Linked DNA regions of Hordeum vulgare: region 1 is linked to region 2. Evidence: chromatin contacts called from public Hi-C data. All regions are on one chromosome and are shown on one strand. The core of a region is the stretch at or near the end of the contact, and the rest is flanking DNA. Distances in the headings are between cores, read along the strand shown.

Evidence for each region. A called contact is a pair of places that touch in the nucleus more often than the background predicts.
Region 1: a contact with region 2 is called in a Hi-C map of seedling, with 5 times the contacts expected there. The contact joins the promoter of LOC123426019 here to the promoter of LOC123426017 in region 2. A contact is called at or near these places in 3 of 6 Hi-C or Micro-C datasets (leaf and seedling) and 1 of 1 datasets of contacts at active chromatin or transcription factors (embryo).

What each region holds. Positions count from the first base shown.
Region 1 is chr2H:254,995,958-254,998,657 of MorexV3_pseudomolecules_assembly, reverse strand. It overlaps LOC123426019 (protein VASCULAR ASSOCIATED DEATH 1, chloroplastic), which reads right to left and starts at 1,281. Exons shown (of 19, transcript XM_045109798.1): 1 at 1,237-1,281; 2 at 1,095-1,235; 3 at 930-992; 4 at 106-156. The coding sequence starts at 1,281.
Region 2 is chr2H:254,244,492-254,247,197 of MorexV3_pseudomolecules_assembly, reverse strand. LOC123426017 (protein FAR1-RELATED SEQUENCE 5-like) reads left to right here and starts at 1,275. Exons shown (of 4, transcript XM_045109796.1): 1 at 1,275-2,706. The coding sequence starts at 1,366.

The DNA of each region.
Region 1 (2,700 bases), core at 32-2,531, 750 kb before region 2:
TCACTAAATACAGGCAACCTATGATCATGGGAGTAACACAGATGCATATACTCTAGTTTAATTTGGGAGACGAGCACATAAGTTGAAGTGAATAAAGGAAAAAACCTGAAGAAGAATATTTTCTTGGAGGGCACAGTTAAAATCTTGCACAAGAACCTGCAATAACAACAATAACTAATTAACATCCAAACATTAAATTGATGAAATATCATGTGAGATCGCTTTGTGACTATGAACGTGTGCGATCCAAAGCATGGTTACAAAACTTGATACCGTGCTCTATTCAATTCTACAGAATAATCCAAAATCCTACCTCGCGACCAACCATAAACAATCGATTAACTTGGTAAATTATTTCCTGATCAAAAGACAAACTTGGCAAATTATTTCCTGATCAAAAGACAAACTTGGCATGTTACTGTGATAGGACATGAAAGGTTGACCGTTTGGTTCCCCGAACAATACGATCACGTAAAACAAATTAAAATAGTCACTCAATTAATTATCAACCGTAAGATCATGAAACCACAAACTGACTACTGAATCCACCACATACAGAAATAGCTATTGAATTCATACATAAAAAAAGGCTACGATACCGACAGGCAAATCCGCCAGCTACAGAGTCAGACACAATTTCGGCAAGCTATATCAAATTCATCAATAACTGAACCATCACCAATAATGCACGTTTTATTGAAGGAACCAAATTGGAACCATAAACAATACCCTAACCTAATCAGAACCAAGATTAAAGTACGAATTTGTCATGATGTAGTTTTATCCGTGGGGAATCTTCCACATGGAGTGAAATCCCCTCAACCCCAGTTCAAACCACTTTCGTACACAAATTTCCCCAGAACAATGCATCAGAATCAGAAGCCGAGAATTAGATCGAACAGAGGAAGCGACCGCCAAATGTGAATTACCTCGTCCGGCGGGAGCCGGAACATCAGCCTGTACTCCTCGCTCCTACTCACGAGCAACGGGCTCTGCACGATCAAACCGCGCGGCGTAAAAAAACGAGAGAAGAAAAAGGAGGAGAAAGCAGGAAAAGTCCGGCAAGTTCCAATTCCGAAGCAAGTGCCACCCACCGAGACATCGCAGGCGGAGAGGTCCCCGGAGTGGGCGGATATCGGGGAGGAGACCGCGGGCGCGTCCACGCTGACGACGGCGAGGCGGCGAGGCGGGGAGGCCGGCGAGGGCGCGGTGGTGTCAGCGAGGGCACGGGTGGGGGGGGGGCGCAACGGTCGGGGAGGCCGCAGCGGTCGGGGACGCCATGCGGACGGCGCCGCGTGCTCCAGTGGGGGGGGGGGGGGGGGGGTCGGTCTAGGAGAGGAGGGCGAACGGTAGGTGAAGTGAGGCATGGGCGGGGGGGGGCGGGGGGTTGAATAGTGAAAGTTGGGGCCGGTGTGAACGGTGACGGTGACGTGTTGCGGACTTCTTCCAGTTGGTCGGCTAGCGGCACGGTGGTGGGCTCCGTCGGACGGACAAGGAAGGAGATCACAATTAGATCATGCACGTCCTCCTTGTTCGGTATTATTAGAAATTAATTAGTAGACTAATTAATCAAGAGTTGTGTCCAACCTAAATAGTTGTGTCTCCTCTTTCTTGCTATATTGTCAACAGGCACCTGTTCTGGAGGGATGTCTCCGAACAGAAATCTCTTCTTTGCATCTCTTCTAGATTTTATATATACTTAAGAATCAATAGAAATCAGGACTGATCGTCCATTCACTTTCATTCAATCCCGTTTTACTCTAACACGTTATCAGCACGCTCTCCTTCGTCTCAGCGACTCGAATAAGTGAGGACAACTCCACGTTCGCCGTTGACGAAGCCGATGGCCAACCCGTGATGAACGACCATGGCAGGAAACACGAGAGAGATTAGGCCATCCCGGCGGTCAAGGATGTCGTTCTCGTCGCCGATGACCACACGCAGGCGACGTGCCGAACGAGCCCAGGTGCCGGCGCTCGATCGCGGCGTCCTCCAAAGCATGGTTTGGTCTCGCCCTCTCCTTCCCTTCTCCCAGACGTAGATAGCAAAGGCCGCATAAGCGGCCCTCTTCGGCATGGCCGACCATGGCGCATCAGCGACCCGGGATTGCTATGGGAGGCATGGTGGTGTGGCAAGCGCCTCCAGACCGAAGGCTCGGCGTTGATGGAGGGGCACAGCCGGCCTCGACCTCGCGGCACGCGGACCACGACGCCCTCCCCACCACGGCTCGCGACGGAGCCCAAAGCGGTTCCTCGACGACGACGTACCCGCGACGGAGGCGAGGCAGCGCCCGATGCGGCTCCCGGTATCCGACGTGGAGTGCATGCGGTCGTGGTCCTGCTCGCGGCGAAGATGGTGCGGGCTCTTCCTTCGGCTGACTTGTCCAAGCTCGAGCCCCGTACGAAGCGTCCTCCGACGTGGCTTCCTATGGAACTGACGGAGGCGGCGCTAACGCAGCAAGGCCTGTGGCACGGCCAGCCCCTCCCGGGCGGCAGCCAGCGGAGGCAGCCCCGATGGCACACGACGGGAGCGCATCATGGCGGTCGTGCATGAAAGGATCGATATGGTTGACTAGAGGGGGATGAATAGGCAACTACCACTTTTTAACTATTCTTAACAAGTTAGGGTTAGCAACATAAAGGTTCTCTAAAATGACAACTAGGTGATCAACCTATATGATGCTACCAACTATAATCGGTA
Region 2 (2,706 bases), core at 26-2,525:
TCTCTTGGTGGAAGTGTGGATCTAGGCCTTCTCAACCAATCCCTAAAGAATCAACAAGTTTGATTGGCTAGGGAGAGAGATCGGGCACTTTTAAGCTTAGGGAGCAACAATGGAGCTTGAGAGGGTAAGAGATAAGGTTCCACAACTAGAAGAACCCTTTATATAGTGGGGGGGAAATCAGACCGTTTTCCCACTCTCTGCCCGAGCTGCAGCGGTACTACCGCTGGCACTCCAGCGGTACTACCGCTGACCAGGGGCGGTACTACCGCCGCCTAGTGGTACTACCGCCGCCTAGCGGTACTACCGCTGGAACTCCAGCGGTACTACCGCTGGGCTCCTGATAGTGCAAAAGCACTACCACCGCCAAGAAAGTCTTCGCAAAAAGGTCCGTCCACGAACTACCGCTAGGCAGGCGGTACTAAGCTCCTGGAGCGGTACTACCGCTGACCAGGGGCGGTACTACCGCTAGCCTTCCAGCGGTACTACCGCTGGGGACCAATTTGCAAGGAGGAAATAAACACAGTGGCGGGGGCCGCTCCAAAAATGAAGGTAAGGGAGAATATGTGAAGTGTGCGCGTGCAAAGATAGATTCCACCCAAACCTTTTTACTACGGATCCCCTCTTAATAGTACGGCTTTCCTATGACTCAAATAAAGAGAATCGTAGAGAGCGTCGTGCTTTCGTTCCATGAATGAGGAGACGAGTCGTCTTGTGCCGTTGACGTGTGTTATCTGAAACCTTAACACACACGGTTAGTCCTTTACGGTACTGTCTACAATCACCAAAATTACTTAGGCATAAACTATGCCCCAACGGAAGCAATACATACCTTGCGGGCCTTATCGAACACCTTGCGGACGCCAAGCGGCAGTGTGCGGCTGGGCGCTGTTCGTCGGAGGACTGCCGCACGCGACGGGCGGCGCTGACTAGAGAGAGACGGAGGAAGCCGCAGCTACGCGAGGAGAGACCGGGGAAGCGTCGGAACGGTCGCCGAAAAAATGGGGTGGCGCGGGCGGCGACGGCGGCACGGCTGGATGGGTAGGTGGAGTTTCGTGCGAGCGCTCGAGAGTTCAGCGCGCGGGAGCGGACGCAGCAAATCAGCGGCGCACGATGACGTTTTCCTCCCGCGCGCTGGATTACATATGCCGCACACGCTATTTTTACGCGTCCGCTGAAACGCCCGAAACACTAGCGCGGGCTAAAAGGACTATTTTTTTCAGCGCGGCGAAAACGATGGCGCTGATCAATCCCTCAACCACACACATGTACCCATAGCCGCCGCCTCCACAACCAATCCATCCAACCTCTTCTTCCTCCTCCCGCTGCTCTCCCCCTTCATTCCTCCAAACCCTAGCACAGACCCTAATGTCCACCACCGCACACACCCCTGCCTCCCTCTCCGGGGACTCCTCGCCGACTACCTCCGGCTCATCCTCCCCCTCCTCTGCCGCCGCTGTCGCTGGCTCATATGAGCCCGCGCTTCTCGGCCAAGCAATCTCGATTTCCACACCTGCTGCCTCCGGGGATGATGCCGCCGTCCCCACCTCGCCCCAAATAGGCATGTACTTCGAGACGGAGGACGACGCGTACGAGTTCTACAAGGCATACGCCACTCGCCTTGGCTTCGTCGTCCGCAAGTCCAACAAGTCCAAGAACTCCCGGCACACCGTTACCCGCCGTCTCTTCGTCTGCTCCAAGCAGGGCTTCCGCCAAGAACCCAAGAAGCCTCAAGATGAGACCAACGTCACCGTTGCTGCTCCGCCACCGCCTCCTAGGTGCCCGGACTCACGCACCGGCTGCCTGGCGTCCCTCACCATCAAGCTACTTCCTTCTGCCAATGCCTTCCGTGTCACTGAATTTGTTGCCGAGCACAACCACCAGCTCGCCTCTGCAGCATCCGCGGTATCACTGGCAATGATTCCATCTAGTTCTTCGCATCGCAGCATTGCCGCTGCCGCAAGCTTGCCGGACCCCAGGGACGGGCCAAGCCCAGAGATGCACTTCGAGACGGAAGATGACGCCTATGCCTTCTACAACCGGTACGCCGAGCATGTGGGTTTCAGCGTCCGCCGATCATATAAGAAGCGCAAGCGTGGGGTGATTGTGTCTCGTATCTTTGTATGTTCCCGTGAGGGCGTCAGTGACCGTGCCAAGCACGATAGCCTGGCCAGTATCAGCACCAGTGCTGGTGCAGGGGCACCAGGCACGCCTAGGCCAGGCCCACCACCAACACGAACAGGTTGCCAGGCAAGAATGGTCATCAAGATCACCCCATGCCGAACATACCGGGTTGCTAATTTTTTTGCGGAGCATAATCACCCACTCGCTAACTCAGAGACCGTGCACAAGCTGCGGTCACATAAGATGAGGGCTCGAGTGCACGAGCTTGGTGCAGGGGAACTGCATCGAAGGAAGCAGGGAAAGGGTGTGCAGCTTGGGGATGCTGGTGCTGCATTGGAATACATGGAAGGGTTGCAGGTGGGAAACCCTTCAGTGTATTATGCAGTAGGAATGGCACCTGATGGGAATTCGGCTGTAAATTTCTTCTGGGCTGATGCAAAGTCAATCATTGACTTCAGAAGCTTTGGTGATGTTGTTTGCTTTGATACAACATATGGGCTGAATGTGTATGGGCGACCATTTGCATTGTTTGTTGGTGTGGACAACCATAAGCAGTTACTCGTATTTGGTGCAGCCTTGCTTTAT